3 separate regions of the Sus scrofa genome follow, and regions 2 and 3 are each linked to region 1. A link is a contact called in public HiChIP or PLAC-seq data. All regions are on one chromosome and are shown on one strand. Each heading gives the region's core, a stretch centred on a gene start, on an enhancer-like site or on the middle of the called end of the contact. The rest is flanking DNA. Distances are from core to core; before and after follow the strand shown.

Region 1 (3,517 bases), core at 345-2,844:
TTGTGACTACCGGGGATGAGAGAGCGCGCGGGAAGAAATAAAACGCCGCTGTACCCCTAGCGACAGAGAAAGTCTATCCGTCCCCTTCGACCCCAAATGAGCCCCTCCGTAGGGCCGCTCCCAAATTTCACTGCTCCCAAAACGAAGCGGGGTTCACTATAAGAAAGCAGAAACCCGCATCGGAGACACGACGCGAGGAGAGCCTTCCCCGTCTGGGGGGAAATTTCACGGCTCAGCCCAGCCTGCATCGCCACATCTACCCCAATTTAATGTCAGGGCGGGATTTGCTGCAGAGTTTGCTGGAAAGAATGTTATTCAACGCGCACCAGACCCGGGCTGTGTGCTTCCCAAGTGAAACTTGCAGCCCCAGGGCCAGACGGAGCTATCCTTCCCACAGGTTCTTGTGAGAGAAAAGCACCCCCTATCCCCAGTCTCCGAAATTTCCTCCAACGGGCTGCAAAGGCTCAAATTGTCCTTCCTAGCTCCGCTCCCTCATCCAGTTAGGTTGTGTAAAAATACGGAGATTCTGTTTGCTCTCAAGAACAGAGTGATTTCCCTCAAGAAACTCCTACAAGAGCTTTAAGCAGCCTCTGCGTTGCAGCGCGTCCAAGCCGCCGCGGAATTTTCCGATTTTCAAGAGGTAGTAAAGTGAATTTCGGTGCAGAGAAAAGTGAGGGGTGTTATCGTTGCAAGGTGGGGGTGGGCGCGAGGAAGAGCTAGGAGGCTTTTTGTTTTCTAAAGTTAGACTTGCTCCAAAGTGCCAGTACAAACTGCAACGCGTTGTGGTTTCCGAATTTAGAGAATCGTGTGGAGTTTGTGCCCACCCCTGCGGCCAGGGGCCCCACACAGCGTTCTGGGGCCCACCTCCCTGTCCCCAAGAGCAAGCGGAAGCCGGGGGCGGAGTGGGGGGGGCAACTCTCTGGGCAACGCCAGGCGCAGCTGACTTTGTCCGATACTCTCGACTCTTTGGTCTTCTCCCTTCTTGTGCCAACCCAGAACCATTCCGTCGCCGCCAGGATTGCACCGGGTGGGGGCGGGGGGGTGGGCAGGAAGGAGGGCCAAACGTCTAGGCTGCGGAATCTCCCAACAGGTAGTTTCACCCGGGAGCAGGCCAGGCTTAAATATCAAAGGCTGGGCCGACCAGACCGCCTTAAGCTGGAGCCCTGACGCAGTCACCTAGGGAGCCGGAGAAGGAAAGTTGCGTTAAGGGAGTCACTTTTAAATAACCCTGTTTTCTCTCCAATCTCCAACGTATCTCGAAATAGCGCGAGCTGTGTCGTTTGGAATGGCACTCCATGAGCCTAAATAAGCTGCTTCAGGCTGTAAATTCATATCCAATTTGGATTCTTCCCGTTCCCCCCGCCCCCAAACCCCAGTAGTTAGTACAGAACCCAGTTCGGCTTTAGAGCGGTAGGTATTTATTTGAGAATTGGGAGATTCCTCTTCGAAACGCCCTAGGCTCCAGAGCAAAAGAGGAAAAGGCTGTGTTGCACTTGGATGGTATAATTGAATTATGCCTTTCCCTGGTGCGCAGTGAGGAAAAGCAGAATGCCAGGCCGTATGCGGCATGGGCGGGCTGCGGCCTCGCGCTCCAGCGAGCGCACCACACTTCCTTCCCAGGGTGCGGGGAGAAGTTGGGTTGGGCCACTCACTGTGTCCTGCCTCCAGCAAGGAGGATCTGGCTGGGAAGTCGGCAGAAGCCTGATCATAGCTCCGTGGCTCCCACCCCTTCCGGCGCACTCTCCCAAATGTGCCCACCTGAGGCCTTGGGCGCACGTGGTGCGCGGAGACCCGGTGCGCGACTGGAAACCGAGCAGAGCTCCCCAAGCATCCCTGGCGCCCGCACGGCCCTCGCTGGGTAGGGGAAGGTGGGGGACCGAGCTCTTGAGCCGACGGATCTAATCCCGCCTTGGCAGACAAGTCTTTACTGCTGAAGCTCCGAGCCATCGCTGAGTACCGTTTTCGGCACCAATACAACCCGCCGAACTCCCAGCTCCGCCCGGTCTGTCTCCTAGAGAAACGTCCTCAGACTCCCCACAGTCCTTTGGCCCCTTGAAGCCTCTGGGGCTGGGGCGGACCTGACCTGGGAGACTTGGATCTTTAACTGCTTCAGGACCTGGTCTCCCAGTAGCACCCAGCCCGCTCCCCCGTGCCCATCCAAGCACAGCTTGTTGCCCTGCGTCTCCGCTGCTAACCGTGCTACCAAAACTTTCCAAAGTTTTCTTCGCGCTTTGCCACCTCCAGTTCCCCTAGGCTGGTGCAGGCAGGAGGAAGAAAAAGAACCCCCCCACCCCACGCCACCTCCATCTATCCTTCTCTCCTCTCCCTCCCACCTTCGGCCTCCCTTGTGAGTCCAAACCTTGAGAGTGGGAGCGCGCGTTGCTGGAGCCCCCGTAGGCACCGACTCTGCAGGGGATAGAGTTCAGAGTTGGTTCCACATCCCCCCACTCTGTGCGCCGTGGCCGTTCCCGCCCCCTCCTCCCCCACCTCGTTTGCAACTCGGGGACCTGAGGGCTTGTAGTTTAGTTTTGTTCAAATTTAGCTTTTTTTTTTTCCAGATTTTTTTTTTTCTTTGAGATTCCACCCTGCTGGAGCCTCGAGATTCCGCATGCCTTCCAGTTTCCCGGCGTGGGGATCGGGAGTCACATCCTTCGTGCCGGGCGGGTCGTTTCCCCCGAGTGGGGCGAGGGGCTCTCAGGCCGAGATTTCTCCAGCTGGGTTTTGTCTCCCTGGGAGACCCTCCGTCCTGGTGTGGGGCAAATTCCTGCTGGAGCTGGTCTCAGTGCCAGCCTCCTGTGCCTCTCCCCCACCCCCACCCCCACCCCCAACCCTCCCCACCAGAACTGTAGATGCAGCCGGTTCAGGGGATGTTTTTATGCCCGTTTAGGGAATGGGACTAGGCAGGAGAGGGGAAACGCTGTTTTAATAACTTCGTGGTCTTCCCACACACGGGAAAATTTGAGGTAGAAAGGTTCCCTCACAGAAGATCCCGCAGGGACGTGCCTCCAGGAGACTCCCAAATAAAGTACCCCAAGGTTGCTGGTTTATGGGCTATTACGTTTTTATTTTGTCTAGGATTAGCGGGGTTGGAGATTTTTGCGGCCAGCTTCACTATCCCGGGGCTTCGACTTCCAAACCAACAAGCAAGCAGAAGCGTCCAGGGAAACTAGATCCCCCGGTGCGCTGCGGGGCCGCGTGCGGGAATCAGGAACGAAATATGCTGAGAACTGCACCGCGCAGACTCCTGAGCCTGGGGTTGCTGGCCGTTTCTGAACCCCACCGGATTGGGCTGGGAATCGGACTTGACCCCAGCAGGGTCGGGGCCAGTACTTTGCCTTGATCATTCCTTGTTCCGGATGTGCTCCTGTTGTCGGTCACAGACAATGCCTGCCCTGAGCGACCTCTATATAGGCTAATGGGTTCAACCCAATGCGACAGTGTCCTGGGCATCAGAATCAAGTTTGCTCAAGGTTAGAAGGACTTCTGTTATCCTGTGTGACCGTGGACTTGAAACGTC
Region 2 (3,517 bases), core at 563-3,062, 210 kb after region 1:
TTTCATACTTATGATTGTTTAATGGGGTATTGGAGGTACATGATAGCAACATATAAAGTATTATGGTATGTGCCATAGAATAGCTTTTTTAATCTCTACTCTAAATATTCATTTTTCTTAATAATTGAGATAAAGCCATGTTTTTTTTTTATTAAAATGTTATTTTAAAAGTATATCATTTGGGGAGTTCCCTTCATGCCTCAGTGATTAACAAATCTGACTAGGAACCATGAGGTTGCGGGTTTGACCCCTGGCCTCACTCAGAGTGAGTTAAGGATCTGGCGTTGCTGTGAGCTGTCGTGTAGGTTGCGTTGTGGCTTGGATCCCACATTGCTGTGGCTCTGGCATAAGCCGGCAGCTGCAGCTCCAATTAGATCCTTAGCCTGGGAACCTCCATATGCCGCACATGGCCCTAGAAAAGACAAAAAGACTAAATAAATAAATAAAAATAAAAGTATACCATTTGGTTTGAATTTGGCAATACCCCATTTTTTTGTGGTTGATCTTAGGAATAAAGGATCAATAACCTAATTTTTTAGGAAAAGCTCAGTAAGAATGTACAAAATAGTTTATAATCAGTAAAGTACCACAAAATGTTTAATATTATTGATAGGTTACTACTAATAATTACTATTTAATAAGTACCTTCTAAATGCCAGCCACTAAATGCACTGCGCTTTATGTTTAAAAACTCATTTAAAAACTCATTTAATCCTCTCAGCCATTCCCCTTTGAACTAGGTTTTATTATTTCCATTTTACAGATGATTTAAACTGAGCTTAGGAAGGCTAAGGAGTTTACTTACCTTTGAATTGATATGAAAGAATTACATTGTTGATGGCAAGATGAGCATGATTAATATTGATAATTATTATGAGGCAGGTAAAATCATAACAATGGTTCTAAAATTAATATACTTATCACATTCAGAATTTATTTTTTACAACTGAAAATACTAGTTTACTTCTGGAAATATATTTCAAAAGGTAAACACAACACCACATTTTAAATCAGCTATACTTCAATTTTTAAAAGGGTAGATATAACAAATGTCATATTTGTTAGGCAGGAACAATTATATTGTGGTATAATAAATGATATGTACAACTAGAAATGTTTACTACTGTTGATGACTTGAATACTTACCATTATTTTATAATGAATCTGAGATACTTTTTCTTGTATTTATGGACATTTCCACAGAAAGAATCTTCTCAAATTATATACTTTCAAATGCCACATATCTTCCCAGAAATCCTATTAATGTTAACTGTCATCATATTTTAACAGCAAAAGACCCAAAACTATATCCATAGATGAAAACATGGAACCAAGTCCTACAGGAGACTTTTATCCCTCTCCGAATTCACCAGCTGCTGGAAGTCGAACATGGCATGAAAGAGATCAAGGTGAGGAGGAAGGAGTTGTCTCTAGGGAAATAGAGTAAAATGTCGATTCATTTCATAAGTTTCATTTAGTCAAAATTTCATGATTGAATTAGTATGGATTATATTTTCTTCATGAGATGATTGCAGTAAAGGTATTTTTAACATAACATTTTAAGGTAACACTAGTCAAAGGTTGTTAAAGTAAAGGTACAAAAATCCCACACTTCTATATGTTTTTTGAACTTTTTTCCTCTGGACAAAATGATCTTTTAGAACCTTCACTTTGTATGTGACTGGTGGTGATCTGTCTACATTAGTTGGTTGGATTGCAGCAGAAGCACTAGTTCAGATTCAGTTAGATCAGTTTGCTGCTCTCTATGGGGTGTTTTAAGAAGGAGCCAAGCTTTAAGCAGTTTGCAAGTGCCAGTTACTGAAAGTTCCCATTTAGAGGAAGCTGTACTTCCTCTTGGAAGTAGGTACAACATCAGCAATAAATAAAAGTGTAATGGGAGACACGTGACATCTGAGTCACTTGAGTTATTCTTTCTAGATAAAATTATCACCTGGTTCTAGGGCAGCTCTGAGGAAAAAATATAACTTGAAGAAATAGGGGTTATGTGGCTCTCTGAATTCATGCTTAGCTCTTTTTCATGCTTAAAGTCTATTGGAGTAAATATATTTCATTGGACATGCTCATGCCTTTTTGCCGTTATTATTAAACATGGAAATAGATTAGCTCACTACAATTTTTATTTATTTTTATTCTTTTTGAAAATCAGCTGGAGAGTTTTGGCTCTGAGACCCCCTCCCCCTCCCCAGTGTCTTCTTCCCACAGTAGACAAAACCTTATTTTAAAACATAATCATGTCAGAGTTCCTCTTGTGGCTCAGCAGGTTAAGAACCTGATTAGTATCTGTGAGGGTGTAGGTTCTAACCCTGGCCTTGCTCAGTGGGTTAAGGATCTGGCATTACCACAAGCTGTGGTGTAGCTCACAGATACGACTCAGATCCGGTGTTGCCATAGCTCTGGCATAGGCCAGAGGCTAGGGCCCCAATTTGACCTTTAGCCCGGGAACTTCCATATGCCACAGGTGCAGCCCTAAAAATAAAAGCAAAAAAATAAAACAGAACAATGTCATATCATTCTCCTGCTTCATTCACTTCCATCTCTACCTAGGAGAAAGTCAGAATTTCCTCATATAATCCATAGACCTTTTTTTGCCCTCTGGCCTCTGACCACTGCCCCAGCCCCAGCAGAAGCTGTCTATTTCCTTCTTGCACTTAAGCCTGCTGCTTTGTTTAGATTTGGAAATGTAACACCCCAAATCTTAATATAAGCCCTAACCTCCAGTGTGTTCCTCTTTTAACTGTTCATCTGGCAAATTCTTGGTCATCTTTCAGGTCACAGTCTAAACTGAGGGATTTCAAGTGAAATAAGGTCTTTCTCTCTTAACACCTAGTATTGTTCCTTCACTGTACTCATAATATGTAGTTCCATATTTGCTTCTGGGATTGTGTAAATCTGTCTGCATTATGAGGGCAGGGACTTTTATCTGTTTTGGCTATGGTATAACAAGAGCCTGGTAACCATGCACGACACTCGATGCATAGTAGGGGCAAACAAATATCTGTTGGATACATGAACCATTGATGGGCAGGACGCCAGTCTCATTAGCAAAGGCAAAAAGTAACAGGAACTTCACCAGACTTGCAGAAGTGAGAATAAAAGCAAAACCCTCAACCCTTTATATTGTATTGAGTGTTTTACTGACATTGTCAGTTTTTTCTAAACAAAGCCATATTTTCACCATTCAAAAATTGTTCTGGGAAAGATTCTAATGATAATAATAATAACATTGTGAATGGGTGGGAATGGATGCGTTGTTCAGAAGTGTAGGTGTTCTTTATTATAGAGAGTGTCACTTTATAAGCATTGATTCCTCTTTCAGCCTATTGAATAAAGCCAATCTCAAATCATATTATAAAACATTTTTGAAAAGTAGAAGGGAAACTGTCATTCTCTCTCTTTGTAGAATCATTGTATTGTCTTGGTGATTTTCTTTTGTCACGACGACTAGAATTATTAGAGAAGTCTGTAAAGGCATATTATATGAAGAATAAGGAAGAGT
Region 3 (3,517 bases), core at 506-3,005, 150 kb after region 1:
AAAATAATAGTAAGGGGGTTCCCATGGTGGCTCAGTGGTTATGAACTTGACTAGTATCCATGAGGATACGAGTTCGATTCCTGGTCTCACTCAGTGGGTTAAGGATCCAGGGATGCTATGAGTTGTGGTGTAGGTCACAGACAGGGGAGGGCATGGGGAGGGTGGGGTGCTGGTCCTCTGATTCTTCCATTGCTGTGGCTGTGGCTGTGGCTGTGGCGTAGGCCAGTGACTACTGCTCCACTCAACCCTTAGCTTGGGAACTTCCATATGCTGTAGGTATGGCCCTAAAAAAAGCAAATATATGTTACAGGAAACTGGAGATACTTTCTGAACATACCAACTTTTTTCACCAGTCTGTTAAGAGTGGCCTGCTGTTCTCCAACTATGGGACTTTGATCCTCCTGATAACTAATTAAGCAAGGGTTGAAAATCCCTAAATGTCTTTTGTTCAGAATTTTTTAACAGTGGTTAAAAAATGTTCTGTCTTACAAAGGTCCAAGAGGTATGTGTGTGTATGTATTTCAAGTGAGTGCTAGTGAATAGACAGTATTCAAAATATACCATTACAGAGACATTAGACATTCTATAATGTTGAAGATTTTAAGAAATAAAGTGGAAATCATTGGTGTGGCTGTGCTGTGTGTGGACATACAATTAAAGCTCGAAAGACTGGGCATTTAGTGAATAAGCAGTATGAGTGTAATGAGTGCCACAGGTCCAGGTCAGCATTATGGAATTCATCTTTCACTTCTGAATTTTCTCTGGTCAGAGACAATGTTGGATTCAGATGAAGCTTAGTAATGATTGAAGTATAGTACACCAGGCCTGCCGTGTCTCTCAACCTAAGCTTACAATTGTGGAACACCCTAAAAGAAAAAATCCAGTGACCTCATTATGTAGTATTTGGCAGCTGTGGACACAGCATTTTAGCTGGGACTTTAATAGAGAAAAGACAGGACAGAGACAGTACACATCCTGTGAGATCTAGGTGTCCTTCTGAAGCATTTTAGTTTATAATTTAAGGGCTTTTTGCCTTCCTACTCCGAGCAGCCTGGACAGTTAAGAGTTCCAGTCAGCCCCTCCCTCCCCTGCCCTCCCTCCTTTTGGTCAATCCTTGGAACTTGCATACACCATGGATTTGGTCTCGATTTTTACAATTAAGTGGGTTTTGTGCTCTGGATGTTTGCCATAGAAGGGTCTAAATCTTTTTTTTTTTTTTTTTCCTTCCTTAAAATGTGTTACTCTGATGATGTAAGAGAAGCACAGCCTCTTAAGGAAAGAAAAGGAAGCCCGTGAACTATTTGGGAGGTTTTCATTTTGCATACACCCATGCTTTGCGAAAGACTTTAAGTCCGGGTCAAAATCATGCCCTTGCAAATAGGAAAATGTGGGCTTGGCTCATGCTTTTGCTGGAGTACATGTCCCCGGAGTGGGGCGTTCTTATTTTACTTCTTCCCACAAAGTTGATCGGGTTTCTCTCACGAGGAGAGGGCCCTCTGGGCCTAGGCCTCAGTGAAATGCAGGGGAGACCCCTGGGCGCCCCTTTGCGACGGGGAGGGTCCCCGGGGTGCTCTGGCGTTCGCGTCTCAGGCCGCTTTGTGAAGCAGGGTGTCGTACCGAGCCCCTTGCAGTGGGAAACGTGCTTCCGCGCTTGCTCCGAGGCCCGGCGGCCGCCGCCCTCCGGCCTCCGCGCGAGGCGAGGCGAGGCGAGGCGGGCCGGCCCGGCGACATTTCACGAGGCCGCTTGGCAGCCATTTTAGATCCTGCCCGCGCTGCGAGCTCCTGGCTGCCAAAAACTGCAGCCGCTCCGTGCCAAGACACTCTTGGCAGTGGAGATAAACTTTGTAGAGATACACAGTCCAGAAATATCTTATAATTACAAAGCACAGGGGGCAGAATGTTTTTACAATACAGCTGTGCTAATGTAAACATTTAATTTGGCAGCCTTCTCCACCCACTTTTCAATTAACCGGGTTTAGGCAGATACTTTAGGTCTGTAATAAACTTTATTGCTACTTCTCGTAGAGTACAGTTTATGAAACACAGATTGGAGGGGCTTTGTTGGGGGGTTTCCATGCATATAGGAAAGCACATGGTGAAGGTTGTGCTGCCATGAAGGGGAAGTGTAAGCTTTCTGTCTCAGAAACCGCTACAGGCCCGGCTTGACGGAAACAGTTGCTTTAAGGGGAGAAAACTGTGGGGGCTGTCTCCTTTGGCTTCTTCAGCCTGCGAGAGGATATTAATAGAAAGAGGTAGAATCACTTATATAGCTACAAAAAGACACTTGTGTTGGTGATCATTAAAAAAGATAAATGTCCCCTGCAATGCATGAGACTGTTTCAGAGATAAATTCCCAATAACAGTTCTTACAGATATAATTATAATAATTGTGTAATCGCCGTGATAATTATTCTTATAGAGTGAAAGAAATAATTTTCTATCTAAAGTAGCATTCAACTCTTCAGCTCACAAAGCTAGTCAATAGATCCTTTTCAGCTAACCTAGAAAAAAAAATGGTAGAGGTCATAGAGTTTTAAAGCTAAATTTGGTTTTAATTGACATTGAGAAAGGGAATTTTTTTTTTCATAAGGAATATGACATCACATTTCATGATAGCTCTTTGCATAGATGTGTTTACACATTTCTCAGATAAATTAGAGAATACCATATACATGCCAAACGTATGGATATTTCATTTTTTAAAGACAAAGAAGGCATTCAGCTCATATTTTCATGTCTTACCATTTAGAAACTTTGCCTTGATTCTGGTTTTTATGGTTTTTAAAAATTATCTTTTTTTTTTTTTTCTCCACTTAATGGTGGATTTTCATAATAGCAAACCATTCTTATATTTTCCCCTCAGGACTCCATTTGAGTGCCTCGTTTAGTCTGGCTCCAACACCATTCAATCTGTGGGGTGTGACCATAAAGTAATTTTCAATTTGAAGTTGTATTCTTCTGTTCAGCTCCCAAAGCTCATCACCAGATCCCTTTCAGCCATCCTGAGAGATGATAGTGGTCAGAGAATTTTGAAGTTGTACTCTTATTATTTTATAGTCTTGTTATTTTTATCCTCCAATAGCTCTTTTGCCATCATATTACCTTTATGCATTCTGCTCATCACAGCTAAACAAGGCATTTGCAATGGCTTTTATTCTCTCAGATGTTTTACTCTTTAAAAACAAAAATCAAACAAAAAATGTTTGTCTCACAGCTAAATCCGTGTGTGTGTGTGTGTGTGTGTGTGTGTGTGTGTATCATGTCAGTTCTATTTTCAAAATATAATACCTGAGGATACTGTTTATTTGTAAAATTTAAGCAGCTTATTTTACCTGTTAGCAAGTGATAAAAGCACAACACAGATTAAATTGTATGCTGCATGAAGAGAAGGACAAAAAATGTTTTGTCCTCTGCTGTAGACTGAGCTCCAAGGATGATGCATCATGGAATCTTTTGGTGCTCAATCTTGTGTTGGTGGTAGTTTTTTTAAAAAAATTCTTTTTATTGGGAGTCTCCT

Evidence for each region. HiChIP or PLAC-seq counts read pairs in DNA pulled down with a chosen protein or histone mark.
Region 2: a contact with region 1 is called in an H3K27ac HiChIP or PLAC-seq map of skeletal muscle. The contact joins two enhancer-like sites. A contact is called at or near these places in 1 of 47 Hi-C or Micro-C datasets (heart right ventricle) and 1 of 2 datasets of contacts at active chromatin or transcription factors (skeletal muscle).
Region 3: an H3K27ac HiChIP or PLAC-seq map of skeletal muscle shows a contact between it and region 1. The contact joins two enhancer-like sites. A contact is called at or near these places in 6 of 47 Hi-C or Micro-C datasets (heart right ventricle, mesenteric adipose tissue, retroperitoneal adipose tissue and 2 more) and 1 of 2 datasets of contacts at active chromatin or transcription factors (skeletal muscle).

Annotation. Positions count from the first base shown.
Region 1 is chr1:208,148,502-208,152,018 of Sscrofa11.1, forward strand. The region is part of intron 1 of LOC100514506 (a long non-coding RNA gene); the gene reads right to left. Among named protein-coding and RNA genes, the nearest start is that of NFIB, 32 kb to the right of the region's middle. Within about 2 kb of position 1,595, at least 36 of the 83 cell types and tissues checked have an H3K27ac peak or open chromatin away from gene starts, as enhancers often do. A contact at or near this core is called in retroperitoneal adipose tissue, skeletal muscle and subcutaneous adipose tissue, where this site is marked.
Region 2 is chr1:208,363,134-208,366,650 of Sscrofa11.1, forward strand. It overlaps NFIB (nuclear factor 1 B-type), which reads left to right. Exons shown (of 12, transcript XM_021063648.1): 6 at 1,291-1,409. Among named protein-coding and RNA genes, the nearest start is that of NFIB, 180 kb to the left of the region's middle. Within about 2 kb of position 1,813, at least 1 of the 83 cell types and tissues checked has an H3K27ac peak or open chromatin away from gene starts, as enhancers often do. A contact at or near this core is called in skeletal muscle, where this site is marked.
Region 3 is chr1:208,295,231-208,298,747 of Sscrofa11.1, forward strand. The region is part of intron 2 of NFIB (nuclear factor 1 B-type); the gene reads left to right. Among named protein-coding and RNA genes, the nearest start is that of NFIB, 110 kb to the left of the region's middle. Within about 2 kb of position 1,756, at least 35 of the 83 cell types and tissues checked have an H3K27ac peak or open chromatin away from gene starts, as enhancers often do. A contact at or near this core is called in retroperitoneal adipose tissue, skeletal muscle and subcutaneous adipose tissue, where this site is marked.